Linked DNA regions of Mus musculus: regions 1 and 2 are each linked to region 3. The links are chromatin contacts, called in public ChIA-PET and HiChIP or PLAC-seq maps. All regions are on one chromosome and are shown on one strand. The core of a region is the stretch at or near the end of the contact, and the rest is flanking DNA. Distances in the headings are between cores, read along the strand shown. Region 1 overlaps Nck1 (non-catalytic region of tyrosine kinase adaptor protein 1). Region 2 has its middle 9.9 kb from the start of Gm28166. Region 3 holds the start of Armc8 (armadillo repeat containing 8).

Region 1 (4,434 bases), core at 909-3,408, 950 kb after region 3:
AAAAAAGGATTTATTTATTTTATGTGAGTACACTGTTGCTGTCTTCAAACACACCACAAGAGGGCATCGGATCCCATTACAGATGGTTGTGAGCCACCATGTGGTTGCCAGGAATTGAACTCAGACTGGAAGGGCAGTGTTCTTAACCTCTGAACCATCTCTCCAGCACTCTCAATATTAACTTGTAACTATGGCCTATTATTTGTTGTTTTGTTCTGAGGCAGGGTTTCTCTATTATGTAGTTCTTGCTTCGCTGACCAGGTTTGCCTTGAATTTCCAGAGTGCTTTCTGTCTCTGTCTCCCAAGTGCTGGGATTAAAGGCATGCACACCTGGCTACACCCTCTGTTCAACACCCTTTTGCTTAAACTTAGCCTAAGTTTTCTAAACCTCATCTATCAAATTTAGCTAAAATTTGCTTTTTTTTTTAAACACATACTACTGTCCATATCACATCCCCACACAACATGAGTTAAGATTATCTACAGGAACATGCCTATCTCACTAAGAGGGATCAAAGCACAGGATGACTGGCAAGAGGGAAGTAAAGTCAAAATTGAACTGAACTCTCAGCACTCCCAAGAGAAAACAAAAACTAGGAAAATTCACGTGAAAGGAGTTCTTAAACATTCACCTATACTTCCACCAGGTGGCGCTATTAGCTGTGTCCCAATGTTGGTGCCTTCCTGTGTTCTGCTACTGGAATTCCTTTCCAGGACATCAGCATGCTCCTTTTTAATTACATGCTTCCAAGTGTCCTTAACTGAATCTATGTACAAACACAGCAATAAACAGCTAACTAGATAATACAGTGCTCTAAGAGGGATCTGGGATGAGGGGGTGGGGAGATGATAGGGCCAATTCTCATAGAAATGGAATAGTAGTGGAGAGGGAGAGAGCTCTAAACATAGTTTGCCTCCTGCAGACATGAGGACCTGAGTTCAAACCACAGAACCCATGTAAAAAGAAAAAGCAGAAATGGAAATGGTGGTGTACTTGTAATCCCAGCTCTGGGAAGGCAGAGACAAAGGCAGATCTCCAGGGTCAGCCAGCCTAGTGCAATTAGTGCATTCCAGATTGGTAAAAGGTGCTGTCATAAACTCCTCAGGACAGCTTCTGAGGAGCACACACACAAACACACTCACTCACAAATTTACTTACCTTGGAACTCAACAACAGGTTAAATAAACATTTTAAAGCAAAAGCAACCACATAGCTTTATCTGTCTGTACCTCAGATAATGAATGGTCTGAAGCATAGAGGGCCTGGATTGCCTCAATGAAAACCCCCAGTCCTTGCCTGTGTTTCTTTTCCCGTTTAACACTGGACTGCTACAAGCACTTTGAGGAGAGATTTTCTTTTAATTAGACCCCTATTCTTTCCAATATAATTATGCCTGTCTCTTTGACTGGCTTGTATTTTAATACTTAGTTACACCAAAAAGGGCTTTACTGTATGTAAATCAACTAAGTATGGAACCAAACAGCTACCAAGATGACTTAAAACACAGAATCAGTCTCCCACATACATAATCTTATATTGTTATTCAATACTCACTAAATTTTATATACCTTCCAACTGTTCATACTTTTTGTGACAGCCATCAAATTTGGAGACAACTAAATATTCATAGTAAAAGAGAAACTAGCATCCTACTATTATAAAATTGCCTTGTCTTTATAGATCCCTTAGTCAACTACAAATCTAAATCAATGAGTACACCAGACCAAAATATCTATACTTCACCTATTTCTATAAATTAATTAAGAACACCTAATATTAAGTTTGTCAAGACAGTCACTTGTGATCTCAAATGCCCTTAACCCCAGTACTCAAAAGAGACACAGGCAGATCTCTGAATTCAAGACCAACCTGGTCTATATAGAAAGTCCCAGGACAGCCAGGGCTACTCAATGAGACCCTGTCTCAAAGAAAGGCTATCAAACCATCTAACCAGGAAACGCTGAGGAAGGAGAATGTTTGCCATTGGCATAGGTCATGAGCAATGGGACCCTTTTTTGGCAAGTTAGATGTTCCTGTCTGAAAACAACTAGTGGCGGAGGAAGGGGGGGGGGGACATCTACAGGGAAATCTACCATGCTAGTTACACATACAGTCTGCTGTGCTTTAACTCATCACTTGACAATTTCCTGTTTCTGATAAGAATCAGCTAAGTAACAGTACCCAAGTAACTAAGTCAGGAAGTTTAGATGGGTTACAATCTCTCAGTGAACTATGAAAGGAGAAAAATCAACAATAACTTTGATATGCTACAGCAGGCATAAAGAGAAGGAAATTTACAAGATTACTGTAATCAACATTTTAAGCCACAACATCATATAGTTTATATTGCTAAATATTCTAACTAATGAAACACTCTACTACTTACAAAACAAAAATTAGAAGCACATCAGAAATAGAGGATTAAATCAAGTTGTTTTGTTGAGTTTGGTTTGGTTTTATTTTCTTATTGTTTGGTCAGTTGTAATCACATGTAGCCCAGGCTGGCCTTAAAACTCACTATATAGGTGAGGATGATCTTGGCTTTGAACTACTGATATTCCTACCTCCAATCCCAAATGCAGAAATTTTAGACCTGTATCACCATGCTCAGCACGATTAGGTTCTTTTAAAGATAGGGAACAATTTTATCATATTTTATTCAGGTTTGAATGATTACTTTGGATACATAACCAAGATGAGAAAACAAGAAAGATGAAAAAGTAAAAGGGTATTGTGCATATAAAATTCACTTGTTCATTCAACAAATATTAACTGAATAAATGTACACTAGGAGAACAAACCAAGTTCTGAAAACAAAGGAAGAGAAATCAAGTATTCTGCTAATAAAAGGAATTCTAGTGAAACTCCTGTTTCTTCAACTCATTTATACACGCCTTAGACTAACACAAGAGTAACACATTCCCTATATGATGATTTTGTCAGTCATCACAAAATCTTACTTTCTATCCTCTCTGAATTAAAATAAATTTACCCAAGATTACATCCTCTCGGGCTGGAGAGATGGCTCAGGGGCTGCTCTGCCACAGAAAGGACCCAGCTTCTGCATGGCTTCTCTCAACTATCCCTAACTCCAGTCCTGACATCCTCTCACACACAGACAGACAGACATGCAGGCAATAACACCAATGCACATAAAAAACAATAAATAAAAGAACATACCAATTCTGGAATCTGAAGAGAGGATTATGTTTTATAATAACTAAAGGAGCAACCAGTAAAATAGTAAACAATCTTGCTAAAGTAAATTACAATCATACAATTATAATACAAACTGTGAAAATGTATAACAAAGAATTGCATTAATATAAGACATTAGTTATTAGTTAAAGAGTTATTACCCTAATCCTTAGGTTACTGGATGGCTAAGAAACAAAATAGAATCACAATTGACTACATCCATTTTAAAGTGTTCTGAATGAGATAAAAATAACTGATGGGGTCAAGGATGTAGCTCTGGGTATATCGCCTGCCTAGAGCATGAAGCTCTGCTGAGCTCAATCATCATCACCACATAAAACCAGATGTAGTAGCACATGCCTGTAGTTCCAGAACTGGGGAGGTAGAGACAGAGGATCCAAGATCATCCTTAGTTTAAAGCCAGGATGAGTTAAAAGAGACCCATCTCAAAACAAGAACAAATTTACCAACAAGGAACACTGAATTACTTCTACTTAAAATTTCACATGTAAAGCTGGAGACAATCCTCAACACACACACACAAATCCTATGTTGAAATCCAAGCCCCAGCACCTTAGAATATGGCTATCTGGGTAGCTTCAGAATGTAAATGAGATAAATGAGTTTACCAACAGGCCCTTATCCAGTATGACTGGTGTTCCTGTAAGAGAAGTTTGGTTCACTTAAAGAGAAAGCAGTTATCCAGAAGCCCAAGACAGGAGGAAAGTTAACATACAGAAGAGGAGGCTCTCAAGAACTCTGCTGATACCCTAACCTCAGACTTACTATCTCACCAAGGCTCAAGGGTTATGGAAGAAGAGGGGACAGAAAGACTGCAAAAGCCAGAGGCAATATACAAGGAAACTGGTTTTCCAGACACAATATGGCAGCTGCATATGAATTCATGGCAGTCGTAACAACACGCACAAGATCTGCACAAGCTCAAGCCAAACAAAATCTCAATGTGGAGGGGAGGGACACAAAGTCCTAAACCTATTGAGGAACTATTGGTAAATGACAGCTACCAGGAAAGGGTGGTTTTAGTTTTAAGGATGTGGCCCCTAGGTGGTCTAACTAGTGCCAGTGGAAGGCCATATAACTCAGTGTAGTAGATAGGTAGTACTAACATGACTTCATGGGTTTAAAAAAAAAAAAAGGTGAAGACACAAAGTTGGGTGGATATGGCTTGTGGGTATGGGAGGAGATGTGCAAGAGGGATGAAAATGTTCAAAATA
Region 2 (4,422 bases), core at 1,233-3,732, 870 kb after region 3:
GTTCCTTTTTTTAAAATTATTTAACCTGAGCTAAACTTGATATAATGAATTTCTGTAACAGAATGTCCTGTGGTACCCAATTACCATGCACAATTTTTTTTTTACATTTTATGGATCAATTTAAAACAAATTTCAAAAGTATTATAAGGCATAATAGAAAAGTCTCTCTAAGAGTCACGCCACTTGTGAAAAGTTTCCATCCCATCATACAAGGCCAGGAAGGGATAAGGAGGCCACCAGTACGTGAATAGAAGCTTGAAACTTCATCTCGACAAATGAAATGAACTCGGGTTTCGTACTTGAGAGAGAGCAGAGCTGGTCGGGAGATGGCTTTTCTAGTGGGGAAAGGTCTGTCCTGGAGAAGTCAGGGGTCAGCCACACAGGAATGCTTCTCTTTTGTATCCAGGAAAGATGTAACCAGTTATGTTGATTATAAAATCTCCCTCGCATGCAGAGGCAGGTCTGTAGGCTCTGCAGGAAAGCTTGGTATGGGGGGACAGCACAAAGCGCCCCCAAGCTGTCCCCATGCAGTGGAGAACAATGTTCAGGCACAGCTCACAGCCAAGAATGAGTTAATTTTATCTGCTACTGTGTGAGAAAGGGAACCATAGGCAAGTAGGCAGAAACTACCTGATTCTGCCTCTTTTAAAAGTAATTCCTTTTTTTTAAAGATTTATTTACTTATTTTATGTATGTGAGTACACTGTAGCTATCTTCAGACACACCAGAAGAGGGTATCAGATCCCATTACAGATGGTTATGAGCCACTATGTGGTTGCTGGGAATTGAACTCAGGACCTCTGGAAGAGCAGTCAGTGCTTTTAACCACTGAGCCATCTCTCCAGTCCTTAAATAATTCTTAATTGGACAGTGGTGTGTATACACCTTTAATCCCAACACTCAAGAGGCAGAAGCAGGTAGGTCTCTGAGTTTGAGGCTAGTCTGCTTAATACAGAGAGTTTTAGGACACCCAGAGCTACACGGAGAAAATAAGTAAGTAAGTAAGTAAGTAAGTAAGTAAGTAAATAAATAAATAAATAAATAAATAAGGTAATTCTTGGACATTTAGCCCAGACACAGTAGTCTGTTCAAAACACAGATATTGTATCAACCACAGTTGATCTTGTGGTTTTGATTTTCAGAGCTGTGAAAAAAGAAAGCTAGCTTCTCTTTTAGCTTCTATTCCCCTGGAAGTCTAGCTAATTACTCCTGTGGCCCACAGCATCCCGGAACATCCTCCTTCCCGGAACATCCTCCTTAGAAGGAGCCCCAGCACCAGTTAGTTCACCTAAACAGAAACAGCCAACAGCACGTGCCTACATCATGAAGGGAACAACCGACTGACCAGTGCACTGACTTAGACAAAGCCAAGAGGACTCCGACGTCCACGCACGTTTTCCTGTTGGTATCCCACAGCTGCCGGATTAAGAGTGATGGACAGGAGAACTATCTCTTACCAATTAATTCCAGAGTATAATTTGTAGCCTGGGCCCATCCTTGGATGATCCTGAGCTGTTAACAAACCATGACACCGCTTTAATTTCTCCTTTGCCCCCATACTTTATTAAAAAACCTAGAGTAGGTTCTATCAAATATCCCTTCAAGGAAAAACAGAGAGAGGGGAAGAAATGGAGTGACATTTGTCTCAGTGCAATATGAAAGATTAGAGTTGGCTGGATAAAGAGGGGGAGGAGGGGCATGGGTTCTTGTGAAACACACGCACGCACAGGGACACACACACACAATTTCTCTTTCGCAATGACCTCCTTATGCCCCATCCATCAGCCTGGGGTTGGCTTATTCTAACTAGCAGATTCCTTTATTCTGTATAACAGGCCCATCAGACACAATCTGCATGCCAATTACTGGCACAGACCCCTTGATACCAAAAAATGGAAATTAGCTGTCAAGAAAAGCCTTCAGCTGGCCAGGCCTCTTCTGGCTCTCTATTTCCGGCTCATACACCCCGTCATTCTGCCCAGCGCCCTGCTCTCGCCAGGGAGTCCCCGGTGGAAAAAGTCATCTAAAAATACAAACATATTTTATTATTATTAGTATTAGTTGCTGACTTTCTCAGTACAATGTGAAATTCACCAGTGGGCAAAAGCTGCTTAGGGCGGAAATGGGTGAGAGAGGTTGATTTCTGATAATTGCATTTCTGTGGGAGCAGATCAAGTCGTCCCATGAAAGGACATTCAAAGAAACTGAGGGTGAAGGCAGAGGAGAACAGACAAAGAATGGGATTCTGTAACGGAGATAACAATCAGAACTTTCACACTCAAGAATGGGCCCAGGCAGGGTCGAAGGGACAGAGGTGAGCAGAGCTCTGTGCACGAACAAGCTTGCAACCAGGCTTCGCATCCTAATTGCCTCTTGAAAAGCCAGGCTGTGGCCAGCTGGAGAGCCTCCAGCACACAGGGAACACAGAGAGTGTGTTGCCGGCAAGATCCCTCCCCTGCTACTTGCAGGGACTCTGAAACTCAGTTCCTCTTCTCTTTTTGCCAACATGAGTCACAGGCAGAGGCAGTCTGTTTTCCACCATCCAAGATGTAAGCCTCTGTGTTGAATCTCTTTATAGGACAAAGGAGTCTCTGATGGTCACCTGGAAGATTCCGGGTGGGGCCTTCATTCAGGGAGGGACATATCACCCCGATAGTATAGTTCTCATTCTTTAAAAACATTTTTAGTAAGAGGACTGATGACATAACTCAGTGGTGACTCATTGGCCCCGCATGTGTGAGGCCCTAAGTTCAACTCCGGATTGAAAGAAAGAAAAAAATGAGTAAGGAACAATTATCTAATCGTCTACTATTGTATGTTTTCATTATGACATAATTCAAGACTTGCTCAAGATCTGTCTCCCTTCATTAGTAAGTAGCAAGTAGCCATCTTTAAAACAAACAAACAAAAACCTCTTCTTTCCCTGTATTCTGAGAGCTAAAAATTGTCAGACAGAAATCTGGACAACTTTAGATCCCCTTGTCCAGAACGTGGTGTGTGAACAGCTTCATTCACCCAGCATCTACAGTGAGCAGCTGCAAGGTCGGCACGGCAAGCCAGACACACTAATGAATGAGGTGAGCAGACACCGACCGCCATTATGAGTGGTTCGTGAACAAGTCCCATGACTCTGCCTTGAGGAACATGTGGGGACCAAATCCAGCTGACATTCCTCATTAGCATTCATTTTCTTTTCTTTCTTTAAGATTAGGTCTCACTCTGCAGCCCTGGCCAGCCTCACACTTACTCCCCAGGCTGGCTTGGAACTCAAAGAGATCTGCCAGCCTCTGCCTCCTGAGTGCTGAGATTAAAGGTGTGTGCTATCAGACCCAGCCTTATCATCATTTCTTGTCACTCTTATTTTGAAGAAGGTATTGTTACAGGTCTCCTCACCCTCCACTTGCTTTATTGGCTGTTTTTTGTTGTTGCTTGTGTGGTTAGTCTGTTTGACAGGGCCACTGAGATGGCTCACCGGGTAAAGGTGCCTGTCACCAAACCTGACGGACTGAGTTTCATCCCTAGAACCCACAAATTGGAGGGAGAGAGCCAATCCCCATAAGCTGTTCTCTGAGTTCCATGCATGTTCTGTAACATGCATACCCTCATGCTTGTACACACACACATGTAAGCATACAAATAAATAAATGGTATACATTGCATACACTAGCAAGATTTTGCTGAAAGGACCCAGATATAGCTGTCTCTTGTGAGACTATGCCGGGGCCTAGCAAACACAGAAGTGGATGATCACAGTCAGCTATTGGATGGATCACACGGCCCCCAATGGAGGAGCTAGAGAAATTACCCAAGGAGCTAAAGGGAACTGCAACCTTATAGGTGGAACAACATTATGAACTAACCAATACCCCGGAGCTCTTGACTCTAGCTGCATATGTATCAAAAGATGGCCTAGTCGACCATCACTGCAAAGAGAGGCCCATTGGACTTGCAAACTGTATATGCCCCAGTACAGGGGAACCCCAGGGCCAAAAAGGGGGAGTGGGTGGGTAGGGGATTGGGGGGTGGGTATAGCGGACTTTTGGGACAGCATTGAAAATGTAAACGAGGAAAATACCTAATAAAAAAAATAAAATAAAATAAAAAATGTTTAAAAAAAATAAATAAATGGTATAATACTGCATGGATACATGCATTGCAAGCTGAGACACACGCTTAGGGTTAGCTATTCAAAATATCCTTAAAGGTAGAGATGATGATCACTGTTTGGATAAGTCAACTATGGAAGATGAGGAAAGTTCTGTAAACTGAGGGTCCTCAGGCCAGAGGAAGAGAAAGAATGACAAGGGTCTATGAAGTAGAAAATCAGAGGTAAAAAGCCCCTGAACTTTAGCCATACCACATGATCACACCCCAGCCTGAAGCTAAGCAGGATGAAGCCTGGTTAATATTTGGATGGGATGA
Region 3 (4,072 bases), core at 474-2,973:
ACAATCAGAAAGAAACTGAGCAGTTACGATACATTCTTTTCTCCTTTTAATGCAAAGAGAGAAGTCATCGGTTTATTCTCCCACTAAACATTCATGGACAATATAAAGTGAAATAATGAGCTAATGTGATCAGTAATTGGACAGAAAGTACTTCTCCAGTTGCAGTTTAAGTAAACAGTTTAGTAAGACGGATCTGGGGCTAGATTTGTTGACCGTCTTCCAAAATTGCATTTTGCACTGTAGAGTGACTTCTGTCTTTTTGGGTAGCCAGCATGGCTCTAACCAGCCCTGACTGGAGTGATGTACCTAGTGCCTTTGAACACAAAAGTGTGTTTGTGTGAGAGTCAGGGAAGAGGAAAGAAACCGGTTGGAGTTGCAAGACTATAGGGAATCTGACAAGCCATCTATAATCCAACTGCCATCTCGGTAAGTCTCCACAGGTCTAAAAGATGATTCTTTGCCCGCCTATTTCTTTACTTCCAACAACAACTGAATCATTGGTAGGCTCTATTTGGAGTCCAACTGCTAAAATCTGTGGTCAAACCTCCCAGAGTTATCTCCCAACAACACTCATTCTTGTTCATTTCATTCCTGGTCCTGTTTTTTGTTTTTGTTTGTTTGTTTAAAGGACATTATAGCGGAAGGCGAAAGTCGCCTTCTTTGCTTTTTGTTGTTTCTTTTTAATTTAAGAAAAAAAAAACCCTGATATTTCTTCTAGGTATATCAATACGTTCCCTTCTTTCAAATACTGGGGGAACCTATTCTTTTTCATTCCGACTTTTTGGTCCCTCCTAAAATGTTTTGCTCTCCCTAAAGAAAAATCAAACACCGGACATTAGAAACATAGTTTCTCTAGTCTCGGAGCCCGGACCTCAACAGCAGAGCACAGCAAAGCGGTTTAAATAACCATACACAATAGCGCGAGTTGCAGCTGATGTGAAAACCTCCATTGCCAAGAAGCAAGCGGTGTTGGCAGGTGCCCTGGTGGTAGGGACTTGACAGAAGACGCACAGCCCTGGTCTGGCAGCTCTGTGCTGTGGCAGCTTAAGAGTTCGCACCTCTTCTAGCCACAGCCCTGGAGAGCGAAGTGGACTCTAGGTTCCAGGCCTGTCCTGAACCCTCGCAGGCAGCGAGCTCCGTCCCGAGAAGCAACAGCGCAGGGAGGAAGACGGGAGAAGGCTCGGCCAAACCCAAGCCGCGCCCATGGGCCGGCTGCCTGGAGCCCGACCTCCCCGCCGGCCGAACGGCCGCCGTCCTGGGAACCCGCACCGGTGGGAGCTCTCGAGTAGGAGACGCCTCCGACTCGGCCCGGGTCGCGTGCATCCCAGCTGAGGCCACCGCAGTGGGTGGTGCTCGGGAGGCTCAGGGCGCCGGGGTAATGCTGTGGGCAGGACCGGGGTTGCCCCGCGCCGGGCGGGTCACTCACCGAGAGGACGCTCATGCGGATTGGGGTCTCCAACAGGCACGCCATCTTGAGCCTTCCCACCCGGCTGCTGCCGGCGCCGGCGCGCGGCCGGCACTTTCGACAGCCACCTATGTGACCTGCAGCCGGAGCCTCTGTAGAAAGCCCAGGCAAGCTGCCCAGAACAGACCGCGCCCCAGGCGTCGCTCGAGCACCGAAGGGGCTGGGCAGAAGGGCGAGGGATTGGGAAACCGCGCCGGACCCCGGCTTACGAATCGTCCTCTCAGAAACAGCAGCTACTCTCGGCTGGGGTCAGAGGTGGGCGCGGGCAGCGGCCTCCGCATGCGCAGAAGCCTGCCTGCCCCACCTTCCGCGGGTGGGGGGCGGAGCCTCACCCTGGCTCGACGAGCTGTCCGCACTCTTAAATTTCAGTTTACAGGTTTTCTTTCCTAACCGCTAGTAGGTGGAGTTACTATCTACGGAGTCTGAAGTTCACTTTCACATTCATTATCTCACTCTACACCATTCCCTAGTTTCAGTATTCTCTCCCTCTTAAAGCTGGAGAAACTGGTCTCAAAACTAGGTCTTCTGCCTGCAATGAAAATCGCCTCACGCTTCAACAGTTAACTATGACCTGCTTTATTTAGCGTTGCGTGCCCGACCCACTTACTCTGGTATATTGGTAAGAACGGGTTCTCCACAGCCAGGACGCCTGGATTTAATCCTAGCTGCTTTTCGTTAGTGCCAATATTTTGGAAAGGTTCTTAGCCTCTTTATATTTATTTCACTTCTCCCGACTGTAAAATAAGGACTAATGAGAATAAATGGCCCAATAAACAACAACAACAACAACAAAAATGCCTGGAATGTGGAAAGCCTTACGTTGTCTGTGTGTTAGAATTATTTCCAGCCTTTAGGTCAAATGGGGGATGGAGAATTAAACTATGTGAATGTTTCCTACTAAAATATTCTGAAAGTAAAGCCATCCCTAATTCAGGTTGTTACCTCAACTCCACTCACCTCCCAGTGCTCTTTAAGTAAAAGCATATCTCTCCCATTGTTTCTCATTTCCTCCTGTACTTTAATGTCTACATTTATTGTATCACTTATCACCCTTGCTTATAAGTCTCTTACAAAGTGTTGCACTTCTGAAAGCCTGGAAGTTTAAGAGAACCCTGGTGCTGTAGCGGTATATCCTAAGCTCTGTAACTACAGTCTTTCCCACTCTTTACACAGGAATTATTACTCATTCAGTAATTTTATTTAAAGCCAGATTGAGCCCATTTAAGATTGTTAGCCTTGTCCTAAATCAAGTCTGTGAAATCAAATGTGTTGTATTCTTTTTTATTCTAGTACATATTACCATTCATAAATACATTTAAATGTTCATCTGTCCACCCATGTAACACCTAAAATCACGTCCTAGTATGCCTGCTACAACCAGGCAAATTGTAATTGTATATAGCACACAAAAGCATTGACAATTGTACAATAGTCTCTATATGTGTGAGCTATACCTCACCCAGAAACTCGGGCAATACATCTTCTAGGAAACCCCTCCCTCGAGGAAGAACTAGGTGACTCTCCCAACTCCATATATTTTCTTTAAAATGATTTTTCATTTATTTATTTATTGTGTGTGTGTGTGTGTGTGTGTGTGTATGTGGATTCACACATGTCCTGGCCAGAGGACAGCTTAGGAAGCAGGTTCTCTCGTTTCATCTTAGAGGTCCAAGGATCAGAGTCAAATCATCAGATTTAGTGGCAAGAGGTTTTACATTTTGAAACATCTCCCCAGCCTGCATCATGATTCCTTAATTTCAGGCATCAGTATGTTCCTGTAACATAATATCTCTAACAATATATTGCTTTATATATGTGTGTTTGTGTATGTGTGTGTGTTGATTATAGAGGTTTGGGAAAAGTAACTTTATACTAGTCATTTCAGGGAGACTACAAAAATTTTATCATCTTGGTTTTTTTTTTATCTTAATGCCTACCATAGGCATGTATTAAATGTTTGTTGAATAACCACTTTTTGCTTTGTTTCAGCCTGGGACAAGATAGAAGTATAGGCAGGTTATTTGGGAAGTACTTCCAGGGAACATAATTGGTGAATCTAAAAGGAGGGGGGTGGAACAAAATCTATATAAGAGTTTGCTATTGAGATCATTCTATATTCTTCAAGGGCCTCTGAGAAATAAATAGAACATCATGCTGGATTATCCATCTTGAGGCTGGAACATGTGTCCACCATTTTATTAGTTGAGGATTTCCCTTTGGCAATTAACTTTCTGTCTTTCTGACTGCCTCTCTCTGTGCCCATCCCGGTCTGTGTGTGTGTGTGTGTGAGAGAGAGAGAGAGAGAGAGAGAGAGAGAGAGAGAGAGAGAAAGAGAGAAAGAGTCCTCAACATCCCAGCTGGGATGATCTATTACAAGCTGGCACAGAATAATGCCTAGATGTCAAATGCTTGGCTCAGAGGACAATTTACTCACAACACTCTTAACACTTGTTAACTGTTTCTATTTACTCATGGACCAGCCTTGTGAGACACTTCTGCACTGTCTTGAGCACTTCTTGAGCCCTCTCTCCCCTCTATAAGGGAAGGTCAGTGGGCACACTTTTGTTGAGGGTCTGCTGTGGGTAACTAAAGCTATGATAGTTGTAA

What was found. ChIA-PET counts read pairs in DNA pulled down with a chosen protein or histone mark. HiChIP or PLAC-seq counts read pairs in DNA pulled down with a chosen protein or histone mark.
Region 1: a contact with region 3 is called in an RNA polymerase II ChIA-PET map of memory CD8 T cells, with 5 read pairs. The contact joins the enhancer-like site here to the promoter of Armc8 in region 3. A contact is called at or near these places in 3 of 39 promoter capture datasets (the 3T3-L1 cell line, the HPC-7 cell line and liver) and 1 of 115 datasets of contacts at active chromatin or transcription factors (memory CD8 T cells).
Region 2: a contact with region 3 is called in an H3K4me3 HiChIP or PLAC-seq map of embryonic stem cells, with 5 times the contacts expected there. The contact joins the enhancer-like site here to the promoter of Armc8 in region 3. A contact is called at or near these places in 2 of 39 promoter capture datasets (the 3T3-L1 cell line and hippocampal neurons) and 3 of 115 datasets of contacts at active chromatin or transcription factors (astrocytes and embryonic stem cells).

What each region holds. Positions count from the first base shown.
Region 1 is chr9:100,520,118-100,524,551 of GRCm38.p6, forward strand. All of the region lies in intron 1 of Nck1 (non-catalytic region of tyrosine kinase adaptor protein 1), which reads right to left. Among named protein-coding and RNA genes, the nearest start is that of Gm46139, 18 kb to the right of the region's middle. Within about 2 kb of position 2,159, at least 23 of the 459 cell types and tissues checked have an H3K27ac peak or open chromatin away from gene starts, as enhancers often do. A contact at or near this core is called in the HPC-7 cell line and memory CD8 T cells, where this site is marked.
Region 2 is chr9:100,437,834-100,442,255 of GRCm38.p6, forward strand. No RefSeq gene overlaps it. Among named protein-coding and RNA genes, the nearest start is that of Gm28166, 9.9 kb to the right of the region's middle. Within about 2 kb of position 2,483, at least 110 of the 459 cell types and tissues checked have an H3K27ac peak or open chromatin away from gene starts, as enhancers often do. A contact at or near this core is called in astrocytes, where this site is marked.
Region 3 is chr9:99,567,176-99,571,247 of GRCm38.p6, forward strand. It overlaps Armc8 (armadillo repeat containing 8), which reads right to left and starts at 1,724. Exons shown (of 22, transcript NM_028768.3): 1 at 1,427-1,724. The coding sequence starts at 1,471.